Regions from separate parts of the Mus musculus genome. Here region 2 is linked to region 1. Evidence: chromatin contacts called from public HiChIP or PLAC-seq data. All regions are on one chromosome and are shown on one strand. Each heading gives the region's core, a stretch centred on a gene start, on an enhancer-like site or on the middle of the called end of the contact. The rest is flanking DNA. Distances are from core to core; before and after follow the strand shown.

Region 1 (7,431 bases), core at 1,240-3,739:
CACGTTGCGGGCCCATGTCTACTGTAGGCAAGACTCCAGTGACCCTCAGTGGGCTTTGGGGAGACAGCTGTGTGGGGCTCCTGGGAAGCTAGCTCCAGGGCAGGCTGGGGGAGCTGTGGGGATGACATCCAATGGCTTCCTCAGAGGTTGCTGCACACAGTCACACAGGTCAAATTTGGGGTGGCCTCATCTCATTTCCTCTTTAACAGGCAATCCAGAACACCCAGACACCCCACTTTGTAAGGCTCCTCCCTCCTTTCCATTTTTTTTGTTTGTTTTTGTGTGTGGTTTTTTTTTTCCTTTTTTTTTTTTTTTTTTTTTTTTTTTTTGCCATCAGCTTCTGACAGCCTGGGGAGTTCAGTAGGCTCTTGATTATTGTACTGTACTGCCAGAAGCTACCTTGAGAGCACTCACTCACTCACGGGCACTCCTTTGCTCTCTTCCACAACTCTGACATTTTCCTGCAGGCTGACCACCACATGGGTCACACAACTGCCCAGAAACACAGAGTATCTTTAAGAGAAGTCGCTGAATATGAGTAACAAAGGAAACCCCGGGCTGCCCACTGTCACTGACTCATTGTGTCCTGTTAAAACTGGCTCCTTAGGCTCTGCAAACAGACATTCCCAGCTTGTCTTTGGAGCTAGAGCAGCCCTTCTAGGCCTGGAACTGTCTCCTGTTTGCTTTCAGGGAAAAGATGATGAACTATGCAAATGACTCTCAGAGCAGGAGTAGAGAGAGCCCTGGGTAGTGCCAGCTCTGCACAGCCTGGGAATGGCACCTTCTCACATGCCTACCTCAGAGGGTAGGTGCAGAATTATGCAAATGATCCCATTTCTCAGTGAGAGGCTGCAAGTGTAAGATCAGGAAAAGATCCGCAGCCTTCTTTGTGATCCAAGTCACAATAACAGAGCTTTGCCTCTGCAAACTTCGGGGCGCTACGATTTACAAGGCTGAGCTGTCAGATACACTCCCACCCCCATCTCAAAAAGAATCCGAAGAATCAGGGTGGCCAGATCCTAAGTATTCAGGTCAAAACCCCTCTTATTTGCACCCAAATTTGCTCATGCCTTACTTGATAGAATTCCACAATTTTCCATCTAAATAATATTGCTTCTTGTATTTTACAAAAAAAAAATAATAATGCAACCCCCCAAAGGTATAGTATGTATGGAAAGTATATAGATTAATGCATTATATTCCATTAGCCAGCGTGGTCTAGGGAGAAAGCAGGACATGACTACCCTAACACCCCACCTCACCCCAGCCCCAGCACTGAGGGTATATAATGGTATCTACATATCTTTTTATTTTCTACTTTCTGAGCAATCATAGTAGGAGGAGTGTGGACTTGAAGCCTGCAGTCTGATCCAATAAGGGGAGCAAAGTTCTGAGGGACCCTAGGAAAGCCAACTTGCTTTCTCTGGGGCCTCCTGTCAAATCTCCTCAGAAGGGGCTGTAAGGTAGAGTTGAGAACTGTGATCAGTTAAGCCTTTCCAACCTGAGTCTGAACTGAATCCGTTGCAAAACTCCTCAGCCTTAGACCTTTGGGCTCTACAATAGGCTCTGCAAAACCATGGTTGAGCTTTACCTGGGAGAACAGACACAGTGAGCGAGCGCTGTGGGCTGAGAATTGCTCAGCCGCCTCCATTCGCATTCCCAGGACTCACACACAAGCAGAGATTCTATTTTCCAAGGGTAAGCGTGCTTGCGTGTGCATGTGGGTGCATGTGGGTGTGTGCGCCCGGCTGCAGAGGGGACATCACAAGCAAAGGTTGGGAGCTAGCTCCAGGTATGGAATGATCACCAAGGTTCATCAAACAGATAGCACCTTCCTTCAGAGATCAGCTGCAGCCTAAAGGTGGCTTCCCTGGACCCCCAATTCGTCACCTCCGGGTCTGGCCGGAGCAGCCCGAACGGCCTCTGCCCCTCTGCTCCTTTGACAATACTCACTGCAAAAGGAGCAGTTCCCAACACACAAAACAGAGCAGCCAGACCAGCAAGACCAGTAAAACCATTACAGCAGTCGATCACCCTTCCCGGAACTCCAAGGAAAAGTTTCCCAGTTTCAAAGCGAGCGTTTCTCAAAAGAATTGAAAATACCCCTCCGACTCCCCAGCTTTCCCGTCTCGGAACCTGCACCGAGGGCACAACCCTGAGCACGAGGTCCGGACTCTCCACGCGCTCCGGATCGGTAGCCTGTCACCCCTGGGGACGCCAGCAGGGGCTGGCCCGCCGGGCCACCGCAGCGACTCTGCGAAAGCCCCTGGGCCGCCACGTTCGTCAGACAAAAAGCGGCGGGATCTGGAGAGAGAGTGGTGGGCTCACCTGGGGTCTGCGGTCTCGCAGCCTCGCCGTCGGTGACCCAGCAGTCCGTTGCCCCGCCGGACGCCTCGGAGCATTGTCTTTAGCGTGTCTGCGCGGAGTGCTTGCCCAGCCGCGGGCGGCTGACTTCTGCCTGGGCCCGGCGGCCGGGTGGCAGCTGCGATCGCGGCTCCGCCCCCTCCGCCTCGGGTGACGCCGCCCGCTCCGCTCCCGCCGCACCCCCGCAGTCCTTGCCGCTGCCCCGCGTCTCCACCGGGCCTGCGCGTCCCGCCACTCTGCTCGTCCCCAGTCCAGGAGGGCGGGCGATCGCCCCTGCCCAGGTCCCTAGGAACTCCGCACCGCGCCCCGCCCCCTCGCTCGCCACAGCGAGGCTCCGCCCCCAGCCCGAGCCTTGGCGCCCCTAGACCTGGAGCTGAGCCCCCCAGAGCGTCCCCAGCTCAATCCCAGCTCAGCGCAGTTCTGCTTGGAAGATCTCTGGTGCTCCCAGCTTTCCTTAACCACAATGCACAGATAGGTGTGTCTGTCGGAGTAAATGCATTCTCATCCCTCCACCCAGCCGACCCTAGGAGACCCTGGTAGGGAGGGAGCAAAAGAACGAAACATGGAAGAGAGGGGATCCGGAGTACAATAATAAGATCTAGGGCGGTGGGCTCTGAAAGAGGCGTGAGCGCCTTCACTGCCACGTACTGTTATCCTAGGAGAACCACAAGCCGGCTGGAGCAGGGCTGGCTGAGAGATTTCAGGTCCTGCTCAGCTCCTCATGTCCAGGCCTCTAGCAAATGGCTCAGCACATCTCTTTGAACTTTAGTGTTTTAACAGTGGAATGCAAATGTTGGCCTGGAGGACCGGCCTTCAATCATGCTGGGGCACCCAGGTCCTCCACCTGTGTTTACACCGCTTCCAGTGCGTGAGTCACTGGCTGAGATACAAGGAGTTCAAGATATTGTTCCTCGGGCGAAAAATCTTTTTTAACTCTCAGGAGAGGGCCAGCCAGTCGCCTCCCTTCCTCCAGCTGCCTGAGTAGGACAGACTTGCACCTTGCCCTGGGTGTTCCCTAAGAAGCCAGGCACTGAAGTTACTGCTCAGGGCCAAGCCTGAGTGAAAACGGAATCCTCCCCCGCACCCCCCCCTCAACACATCTGGTTGCTTCCCTTTGCTTTACAGAGGCAGCGCGGTGTTACATCCTTAATCAGGATGATTCCACGGAGAGAAGGAAGGCACCACTCAGACCCTCCCCCTCTTCGCCTTTATGTGGTGTTAACACTGGCAGCGCTATATAGAATATGAAAGAGGAAGAAGACATGTTTTGGATATGTGTGGCTTCTATGTAAGGAGTGCAAAGGGACCATAAGGAGAATTTACTTATCATTCAATGTCCCTCATTACCCATTTAAGTACGGAAAGACTGATAGGAAGGTGAATAGGAGTCGTACTAACATTCATGAAGAACCTACTACGTGCCAGGCAACGTCACAGGGCAGGGTTAGCACATTTGACACAGCATAACACAGGTCCAGAAGGGTCCTATCCTTTGCCAGGGCTCCTCAGGTGAAAAGTGGTAGTGTTGAGATGGGAACCAAGAGCTGCCTGATTCCACCGAGAGTCCACCACATTGCCCTACCAGTCAATCATTTCAACAAGTACATAAGGAAAACTCTGGTGGAACGGCGCCAGCAGCATTACATTCTCCTGAGGGGTCCAGTCTACTTATGAAGACACCAGAGGGGAAAGTGCCAACAAGCAGACAGGTACAAAATGGTTTGCACTGGACAAACACAATCCGGACCCAAGAGGGGCTTTCAGTTCAGTGACACTGGGCCCTCTCATGGGGATTTTGGATCATTCATGGCTCTCAGCATTCAGCTCCCCACATCTTTCAGTCCTCTCCAGGGGGCATAGACACTTCCCAGGATAAATAAAGGCCATGCCAAGCACATAAGAGACACTTCCACACTTTTTACTCTCTTTACCCAATTTATCCTTAATGCACAAAGAACCCAAAGAACACAATAAAGAAGCAAAGTTTGCAACACAGAGAGACCGCTGTGGTTCTATAGCATGGCACAGCAAGTGAAGGGTTAATTTGGAATTTCTGCTCAATAAATGGTTCCCAAATGGTTTGCTGGGCTTACAGGAGATAAATACACAATACTGCCACTGCTGATCCATAACATGGCTTTTTCTTTCCCCTTTTATGCCAGCTATGTGGCAGCAAAAAAGGCTTCAGCCTGCCTAATGAAAAACAAATCTTCAAAAGTGGCAAAGATGTATACAAAATACCACCCACTTGCACAGTGCCTGTCCTGCAGCTGTTCGGTGTGTTATAATTCCCTGTGAAACTGGTAAGCTCGTGCATGTGGTGGACGTTTGGCTTAGACTCGCACCCCGCACCCCGCACCCTGCAATGCAGTGCAATTTGTGTGTGCTCAGCACTTTGCATCTGGCGACTTGCTTTTCATGGTGTTTTCTACTCAGGGATGGAGCTCTTTGATACAGATCAGACCTTTTGTAAGAGCAATTCTCTTGGGTGTTTTAGTGCTTGGGCGCCATTCTGTACAAGAGAGCTGTTAAATTTTAGGAGATTGAGAGACAAGATTGAGACAGGGGTGCTTGGGGGTAAGGTAATGTAGTTTATAACTGAAGAACCAAAGAGGCAGAAGCAAGAAGTGTGTGCCATTAAATTATCCTAAGAAAACCGGAGCCGGGATATTTGAGAGGGCTCAGAGAGCATGTAGACTGGGCTAAAGAATTCTCATGCCCGGTCTTTCTCCATCTGGATGAAACAGAAATGCCTCTCACCTTAATGTCAGAAAGGTGTTCAATTTCAGTCCATTAATATTTATCGAGTTGCTTCTCCTTAGGAAGTTATAGGGAAAAAGTAAGAGACAAATAGAAGCACTCGGAAGGGAATGGAAGTGAGTCAGGTAGGGAGAGAGAGAGAGAGAGAGAGAGAGAGAGAGAGAGAGAGAGAGAGAGAGAGAGAGTTTTCATGGAGGAAGGGGCCTTTGTAATGAGAAAGGTTGCTATTTTGGGACAATGGGGACTTTCCAGACTGAAGGAATGGTATCTCTACAAAGGAATGGATTTGGGAGTGCCCCCCCCCCCCCGACTTCGATGGCAGTCTGGCAGGAGTATGAGGACAAGAGACACAGCACAGTGTAAGGTGACACTGGGTGGAAAGAGCTGGCTTGCCGGTGAGCCAATAAGAAAGCACAGGCATTTCTGCAACAGAGTGATGTCATCTAAGGTGGTTTCTCTTCAGGGTTCCTTGGATCTTGCCTTCCAGGTGGACTAGGAAGTGGGGAAAAAGATTAGAAATAAGAAGCATGACAGTTTCTATCCTGGGTCCAGATGGGAGACAGTGACCTTTGATAGGGACACGGCAAGGAGGTGAGCAAGGACAGCTTCTTTCGAGAGATTCAGACTTGGAGAGAACTGCAGGACTGATTGACCGAGTGCCATATTTACTAGCTTCCTCAATGAAGCATTGGCTGTGTCAAGCTGAAAGTGCACAATGATGAATGTGGAGTTTCTCATGTGAACCTCACCGAACTACTGTGTAGAGGGCATGGAGAATGAAGACAAGGAATTAAAGATTCCTAGCAGATTTCTAATCACAATGTATGGATAGGATGGTAGCATCCTTACTACAAATACGAACGTCAGTGGGATAGAGCTTAGGGGTAGAAAGCCTGCCTGGCAGGCAGGAGAGCCCGCATGCAATCCCCAGTAGCCATGTGGCAGAGACAAGGATGGCACTGAAGTCCTGAGAGGGGTACGGGGAGGCATATCATATAAGGAGGCATATCAATAAGGAACAAAAAACAACACAGAGACATGGAGGGTTGGGGGACACAGCAGCCTAGAATAGACCATGAAAAAGGAACTTTAGCCCCTTTTCCTCCAAACTTTGAAAATCCTGACTGAAGAGAGCCTGTCTGAATAGAAGTCTTTGAAGAATAGAGAGCCATGGAATAGAGAGGGGTAGTCCCAGGAGCTTTGGGCTCAGTTACTTGCATGTGGGGAGAGTTTGGGATAAGCTTCAATTCTTTATCTTTTTATGGATTGCAGTAGAAGGCTGCAGATGATGTCAGAGCAGGAAGAACCCACGTGGACCTGTGGGCTGTCTACCTTGGTCTGGACAGGGATCCACAGGGAGAACAGGCATACCTCATGCACAGCAGGAAAATACTATCGGCCAGGGTGGTGGCTTGACGATGCTTGGGTGTAGTGTCTGTTCACAGCACTAAAACCCTAACTAAGACAGACAGCAAGCCATGAGCAGGGACACTCTGAGAATTGGTCCCAATGTCAGGCCCCAGATGGTGGCATTCAGGGTCTCAAGACCACCATAGAAGAGATGGAGAGTAAGGGAGAGGGGAAGAAAAAGTTCTTCCCCAAAGTTGCTGTGGCAAACTCTCCTGGAGGGAACAGAGCTGGCATCAAGCTGGTGTAGCAGGTAACACACTTGCTGCACAAGGCTGGTGACCTGAGTTTGACCCCTGGAACTCAAGGAAAGTTGGAAGGAGAGATCCACCTTTACAAAGTGTTCTCTGACCTTCACATACCCACCATGGCACTATGCCCATATCAATACATTGTGCACAATACACATATGCCATGCACATCATCATCATCATCATCATCATCATCATCATCATCATCATCATCATCATAATAATAATAATAATAAAGCTGGAGAGATGGCTCAGTGGTTAAGAGCACTGACTGCTCTTCCAAACGTCCTGAGTTCAAATCCCAGCAACCACATAGTGGCTTAGAACCATCGGTAATGAGATCTGATGCCCTCTTCTGGTGTTTCTGAAGACAGCTACAGTGTACCCGTATAAATAAAATAAATCTTAAAATAGTAATAATAATAGTAAACAAAAACAATACCCTTCGGTGCTCTTTCTGTCCCACTTGTGAGTAACATTCTTTACAAACCAGAGAAAGGCTGAACTGACAAGCATTTATAGCCTGATTCTTCCACATCCTTCCCCCAGAGTCTTACAGTCACCAACCCAGAACTATTTCTTCCTTATCTGAGGAAGTCTTATGAGTTCATCCCTTGTCACACCCTTGTGGGGGAAAAAAAGAACAAGA
Region 2 (7,431 bases), core at 2,479-4,978, 130 kb after region 1:
CCAACAATTAAATGTGCATTTCAACCTTTCCTTTAAGAAATAAATTTGGTTAGGGTAACAAACAAGCATTGGGGAGAGATCACATGAGGACTGTAAAGTCGAAGGGATGAGAGACCAGTTCCTGGGCCCAAGCCCTCAGGTGTCCTCGGTGAGCTCTCTGGCTAATGAGTGTCCCTTCCCTTCGAGTCCTCAGCTCTGTGGCTCTCAGTCCCAACTGTAGTTACTCTCTTTTTAGTTTGCTTTTTTTCCCGCTGACAGTTTGGGAGGGGTTAGCTCATGTTCTTTCCACAGAACTTTTTATTGAGCCAAGTACTTATTGCGTAAGTGATAAGTAAATATGAAGGAAATGGTACGACGTGCCACCAACAGTTCGGATCTAGTGTCGACAAGAAAGGCAAACAAGCCACTAAGTCTAGTACAAGTGCATTCCAAATAAAGGTGAAAGCTAGGGCTTGAACAACGGAGTAAAAACTTTGACTGATGGATGAAGAAGGTCTTTGAGAAGAGTTGACAAGACTACTCCTTAAAGAATGCAATTTCCAGAGGTAAACAGGTAAAAGAATTCAAATGGGGGGAAACAGTCTGAGAAGAGGTTATGGCAAATATACTGAGAAATGAATATCTTAAGACCAATGCCTTAAAAGTCATGATATAGACACAGTTTGGGGGTAGAGCTCAGTTGCCCAGTACTGTGGCCATTAGCCATGGGTTACATTAGAGCAAAAGACACATAAGTGCAAATACACATGATACTCTCTCGACTAGGTAAAAAAGAACATTGCAGCACTCATTTAAAATGTTTACAGAGCAGATGCTGAGAGAATACTTTGAATATGCTGAGTTACACAAGACATTATTTAAAAACATTTCACCTATTAACACATTTTTGGTATGACAGCTAGAAAATAAAATAACATCTACGAGGCTCATTTTATATTCCCACTGGATAGTGTTGATACAGAAATTGAAATGCCAGGAATTTTGACATTGTTTTATGAACCATGGGAGACTTTGTGCAATTAACTTGTGGTGTGTCCTCACTTCAGTAAAACCATAGTTTCCAGTTCTTGTCTACTATGATCCTTGTTGGTATGTTGTATTTGTTTAACAAACGTCTCGCTGAATCTGTACATTTCATCCAAGTGGGCATCCACCAAAATTGCCCTAATTTTTTTTTATACTTTTTCTTTAATTTGCATATTAGAAGGTTATTAGAATAAACCTGAGCATTTAATTCTTTATGATCCATCTTTCCTCCCCTCATCCCTCAATGCTAGCTACAGTAACTGTCGCTAAAGGCTGGGCCAGTGCAGCAATTTGATTCTTGACTTTTAACCTCTAAAACTGTGAACTAAAGAAGTCTTTTTTTTCCCCTTTTAAATTTACTCAGCTTAAAGTATTTCGTTTTAGCATTGAAATACAAATACTGAGTATAGTTAGTCCAGCTTCTCTCCAGGGTTAGAATTATAAGATATACATGTGTACATGTATGTTGGAAACTACAGGGTTTGGGTCCTGGGACCCTGGCTAGAAGTGACAAGGAAAAGAAATGACAGACACAGATATGTGTAGAGGGTCAGGTGAGGTTCTCTAATTGCCACAACCTGGAACTTCAGCATATTTACTGGGTACAGCATGGGATATGGGGGTGGGAGTTAACTAGTATCTATAGGAGGGTGGTGTGGTGCTTTGAATGAAAATGGCCTCCATAGTCTCACAGGGAGTGGCACTATTAGGAGGTGTGGCCTTGCTGTCGTAGGTGTGGCCTTGTTGGAAGAACTGTGTCACTGGGGTTGTACATTGAGGTTTCAGAAGCTCAAGCCCAGGCCCAGTGTCATTCTCTCTTATTGCTGCCTGCCGATCAACCTGGGTGTGGAACTCCCAGCTGTCCCTTCAACACCATATCTGCTTGTGTGCTGCCATGATGACAGTGGACTAAATCTCTAGACTGGAAGCCAGCCCCCATTAAATGATTTCTTTTATAAGCGTTTCAGTGGTCTTGGTGTATCTTCTCAGTAATAGAAGCAGTAGCAAAGACAGGCCATGTCTGTAGCAAGGCAGTATCAGTCTGTAAGCATTCCGCAGGAGGAAGCCACATTTCCTAATCTTTGCATACACCGATTATTCATTCATCCATGCTTCTATTCAGACCACTGAGAAGAACTTTACCACCTCTCTTCAGTCTGGTCATATAGGTAATAGCTTTACCAATATCCTGTGGGTTTGAGGTATGGAGTCATTAATGTGGCCATGCCCACGTCAAAATTCCACAGTTGCTCAGAGCTTCATTCAGCCAGGCCTTCCTCTGCTCCCTTCACATGTAGTTACTTTTATTTATTACATTTATTTATTTACTTATTTATTTATTACATTTATTTCCATACATATCATCTATCAGAGGTGATGACTTCATCCAGTGGTCTTTATTTCTAATGCAACCACAGCTGTCATTTCTCTTTTCTTCCTTTGTGGTTTTGCAATTCTCTCCCAAACGCTAGAGAAACTTGGCTCCCATATTTTTAACTTTACACATACATACTTAGTCAATTTCCCCATAAATGTAGTTCCTAACTGCTGCTGTATACTCTATCCAACATAGACAACTAGGCCTTCAGATAGATCTATTTCCAATTTTCTGAGGAACCTCCATATTGATTTCCAGAGTGGTTGTACCAGTTTGCAATTCCACCAGCAATGGAGGAGTGTTCCTCCTCCTCCCCCTTCCTCCTCCTCCCCCTTCCTCCTCCTCCCCCTTCCTCCTCCTCCCCCTTCCTCATCCTCCCCCTTCCTCATCCTCCCCCTTCCTCATCCTCCCCCTTCCTCCTCCTCCTCTACCTCTTCTCCTTCTTCTTGGGCACTGTTGCCTGGGACAGGATTCCCTTGTTCTCAGGGACACCTTTCTCATCAAAATGATTACCACCATCACTTTACTCTGTTTTGTCTGAACCTTAATGATCCCTCTGCTTTAGGCTCCCATGGCTCCTGTTTGCCCTTTAATAGGAATATCTACTTAGTAGATAAAACGGAAGCTTGATCAAGAATAGAAGAAAAAGGGGGAAGAGTAAGATTCCATCTATATTTGATATGAAAATTTCCTTGTGGATAGTTACTCCTCAACCAGAGATACTAAGAAAATATGCCCCTTATTAGTTGACAGATATAGCAAGGGTGCTTGAAGACACCCTTTGGGATCTTACATCTTATCTCCATTTGATCTGACGTAAACTATAATTTGTTAATCAAAGGCTGTGGGAAAGTAAAAATTGCATATAGCAGTGACAGCAAAGGAGAGAAAATGCTAGTCTAGATGCATGAAAGATCAGAGAAAGATGTGAACCTGATCCAGCCCCGAGAACAACATATCTGGTATTTGACTTCCATTCGACTTCTCAGCAGTTGTAAGGGAAGACTTGGACTAAATGGGGAAAAAGAAAGATACCTCTCTGTAGTCTCCTAAGGATTCCCAGAACTAACATAGAAGGCTTTTCCACTGTAGATTTTACAGGGAACAGACCTCCTGCACTGCCTTTTTTCTGTCTTCTAGCACATGTGCTAGATAGCATGTGCTTACAGAGTCTCTTTGACCACAGTTGGTAGCTGTTATCCCCCAGGCATGGTCTTCTCAGAGAAAGGCATTCTTGAAAATGTCAGAGTAATTAATGACCCACTCTAAACTCTTCCAGTGAGGATGTGTGATCTGCTGGGAGGGACCAACTGTTTCCCCTCACTCCCTCCATGCCAGGCACTTCTTCACACTGAATCTAGAGGCCATAGCCTGGAGCAGCAACCCAGTAGCTCCCCAGCTATGACTGAAATGTCCACAACGCAAGGCCTTTGAAAACTGAACTTGGTCAAATTCAGTCACCAGTGGATGCCAGTGAGAACCTAAAAATAAACCAAGAGGCTTAAGCTTCAAAGACTTCCTGGAAGGTAGAGGGGCTAGAGGTCACAGAGGGCAGTGGATGACTCCTCGCTGCCTCTTGGAAGTCACAGGAAATTCTCAAATTGCCAGGAATGTCACTGAGTTCTGCACTGTGCTGTATTCACTAGAGGTAGAGCTAAGCACCATGAACATAATAGATCTTCAGTGTTCAGAGCAGAAGAGAGGACAGAGGCCTGTGGGATCTGCTCTCTCCTCAGGTCTGAGGTAGACAGAGGGCTAACCCACCAAGAAATAATATACCAAATACTTCATATCTTAGAAATATGACTGTCAGGTTTGGCTTGCAATTCTACTATAGCCTGTTTGTTCCTTTTACCTCCTATGCTAAATTCAGCATGGCCAAACCACTCACAAATTTTCGTCACTAAACCTGTATGGATTCTGGACTTTTCTTTTGACATTGTTAGTCATAAAGATTTGAGACCCTTCTTGGTCATGTATTTCAGTTCAGGATGTAGAAAGACACTTTTGGCACACTATCAACCCATAATGTCCTATTTACTTCGTTCATAGTTTAGGTCCTATTGTCTCGTTAGAACATCACTAGTTTATTTAATTAATTAGTTTATTTTTAATACATGTGCATTTAAATCCATTTTCCAGAGAAATTTTCTACATTGTGATATAATCTGTGAGTCATTACGCTGAATACTTAGCACATAGCTCTTCCCTTTTTTATACTGTTGGAGTTCATGTGAAGTCATACTCTATTGCCAAAATAACAATTTATACACATTTTTAAGAAAATCTTAAACATAGAGGTGCCATATTTTCCAATCCAGGACCTTTCTTCATCTGCTTAGACCATCTGCATGGACAAACTGACCCTTAAGGTGGCAAGAAATGGGCTGTTTGTCCAACACTTAAAGGCTACTGTCTACTCTTGTGAAATGACATGTCCTTGCTTGCAATGTGCTAAAAATTCATCACAAATTGGACAAAAATCAGGACTTTCTATTGTAAAGGGCACCTTTGAGAGACCACATCTTGGCTTCAGACTCCATCTTAGAGAACTTGACCTTGACTAACAAGCTGGAGTCTAGCACCAGTTTCCAGGTTACTCTCCAGTAATCCTGCACCTGGCACTAGTTTCCAGGTTACAAGCCTGCCCCCAGCACGCCACTTCCTAACAACCACCAATCAGGAGGAAAGTGGAAGCTAAGTTTATGGTTTGGCTCCCACACCAGCCAATTAAGTTAAAGGGCAACAAAATTCCGTAATAGCCCACCCCAGTCAGATGTGTGCCAGGCTAGAAACCCCCTCGCTTGCTTGCCATTTCCTATAAAACCTTGTTTTGCCAAGAGCTCAGGATTTCACCCTCCCTCCGGCTCTGCTGCATCAGAGAAGGCAGTGTGGCCCAAGCTTGAGCATGTAATAAAGACCCTAGTGTGATTGCATCGGTATCTACTCTTTGGTGGTCTTTTGGGGTTCACAAAACTGGCACAACCCTTCTCTTACCAAATCTGCCTTAGCATCTTAACCTTAGTTGTAGATCCAGAAGAATATGCAAAAACGAACTGACAGAAGGGAACAAGGCTTTGCAAAGCATGCTGGGAAATAGCAGGAGCTGCTGCTCCCTCACCCAGGGTTGGACAGGTCATCGTTATGACGAGTTATCGGGTAACAGTAAGACCTGCGGGTGGCATTGACTGAGCGACACAGACCAGATTGTTTTCCTTTTTACCATTTTCAACGGAAAAAAAAAATAGCGTCAATAAATGTTAAGTTTGTTTGGGAGTCAAGATTTCTACGTGTAAAGCCTGGTGTGGTCGCACAAGGCTTTAATCCCAGCACTTGGGAGGTAAAGACAGACAGAAGTCTGTGTTTGAGATCAGTATGAGATGACTATGAGTTCCAAGACAGGCAGGGCTACACAGAGAGCCTGTCCCCAAACCTCATTCCCCTCGCCCCCCCCCCCCCCCAAGCGGGTGGAGGTGGGAGAAGATGTCTACACTTGAACAGTTTGATGAAAAGAACTCTTAAACGTCCCAGTTCTGTTCCTACAAGCACATTTGGAAAGGTAACTAATTGACTATTCCATTTGAAGATCAGACACTGACATATTTACCACTTCATAGTTATATAAAATTCTCTTGTGACCCTTTTGAGAAACTACAGTAAGAAATAATAAATTAAATATTTTATAGTTCACAAACAGAATGCTTAAACTACTAAAAAAAAAAACCCTAAAAAAACCCCAATAACTTGAAACTTTTTTTAAAAACATAGCCATTGTATTTATAAACAAGTACTATAATACACATTTGTGGGGGAATTTTTTTGATAGGCATTCCATATTTTTAAATGTGCCTTTTAAATTTCATTTAAAATTAAATATCGTGCCATGTATAATGGAATTTTTAAGTAACTACTTTTAGTTTTTAAAAAAATGCCTCTATATGCTAGCTAAATGTTTCTGAAGCTTAGCTAGTTATTTTAAGCCTTAAAAATAAGAATTGCTTTGACCTTTTGGTATATTGTTTTGAATTTTGTAATCAGGGTGAACTTTAGAGGTCTGGTTTTTGTATTATGGAACACCTCCTTCTTCCAGACACATAATAAAAATATCACAGCTCTTTACTTCAGTACCAAATTGAGGGGAGAAAAAAACCCTGCATTTCTCGCAAAGAATGAGCTTCAAGGTCAGATTTTAAAAGCTACAAGGAGACTAGATTGGCACAAATGGATGCATATGCGAAATCTATTCAGCTGAACAGAGTTAAATTATGAGGGGCGTACGGAGTGTCTACATCAATGCATGCTTTTGGGAGGCTGTTCCTTTTATGAATTAGCCACGGTTGCCTGAACTCTCAAGTCCAGCAAAGTTATTAAATGAACACATAATAAGAGCTTCCACTTAACCTAAATCATAACGGGGATCGGTTGCAGGCTGTTAATGCCTGTGATGGGGAAGGTCCAGGTTGTGCTTCACTGCACAAACACACCGATGAGAGATGGCGCACGATGGTTCCTGCTACATCCGAACTTTAAAAGCGTTCTGCAGAGAGAAAGCAGATACAGAAAGTGGCCGATGGGGTACTACTTCTCCTCGCTTCAAGGCACCCCAAATCACAGAGGCTGCCTCAAAACTTCCCCGCTGCTTAACAAGAGCAAGTCACTTTCCCAGACTCGAATTTCTCGCAGGCAGCAGGCAGGGTGCAGCAAAAGAAATGCAGTGCAGAGGGAAACGGGCCAGGGCCTTAACGCCTGAGACCGCGATGAAGCCAGTTCCCTTCTCTTTCCAGGAAACTAGATGACATCTCTTGTTGAAGAGACTACTTCTGCCGGAGTCGATTTTAGGGACATGTAAAGCCTGCCTGGTGGAGTAGGGCCCTAGATAACAGTTTAGATATAAAGTCTTAAAACCTGAAGTCTGGCCAATAACAAGTGCCATGAAGATCTAGTGTCAGAGACAAACCAGGGCCAGTAACATCCTCCTCACAGAGGTCATTAACACAGAGACCTTGGAGCAGCCGATGAACCGGTTC

The links. HiChIP or PLAC-seq counts read pairs in DNA pulled down with a chosen protein or histone mark.
Region 2: an H3K27ac HiChIP or PLAC-seq map of trophoblast stem cells shows a contact between it and region 1, with 18 read pairs. The contact joins the enhancer-like site here to the promoter of Prag1 in region 1. A contact is called at or near these places in 6 of 39 promoter capture datasets (the 3T3-L1 cell line, 3T3-L1-derived adipocytes, epiblast stem cells and 2 more), 15 of 484 Hi-C or Micro-C datasets (the HL-1 cell line, the N1E-115 cell line, brain and 12 more), 21 of 115 datasets of contacts at active chromatin or transcription factors (CD8 T cells, VIP interneurons, craniofacial prominence and 15 more) and 2 of 9 other capture datasets (liver and pancreatic islet).

The regions. Positions count from the first base shown.
Region 1 is chr8:36,089,886-36,097,316 of GRCm38.p6, reverse strand. It overlaps Prag1 (PEAK1 related kinase activating pseudokinase 1), which reads right to left and starts at 2,489. Exons shown (of 6, transcript NM_172911.3): 1 at 2,329-2,489.
Region 2 is chr8:35,961,413-35,968,843 of GRCm38.p6, reverse strand. No RefSeq gene overlaps it. Among named protein-coding and RNA genes, the nearest start is that of 5430403N17Rik, 82 kb to the right of the region's middle. Within about 2 kb of position 3,728, at least 16 of the 459 cell types and tissues checked have an H3K27ac peak or open chromatin away from gene starts, as enhancers often do. A contact at or near this core is called in trophoblast stem cells, where this site is marked.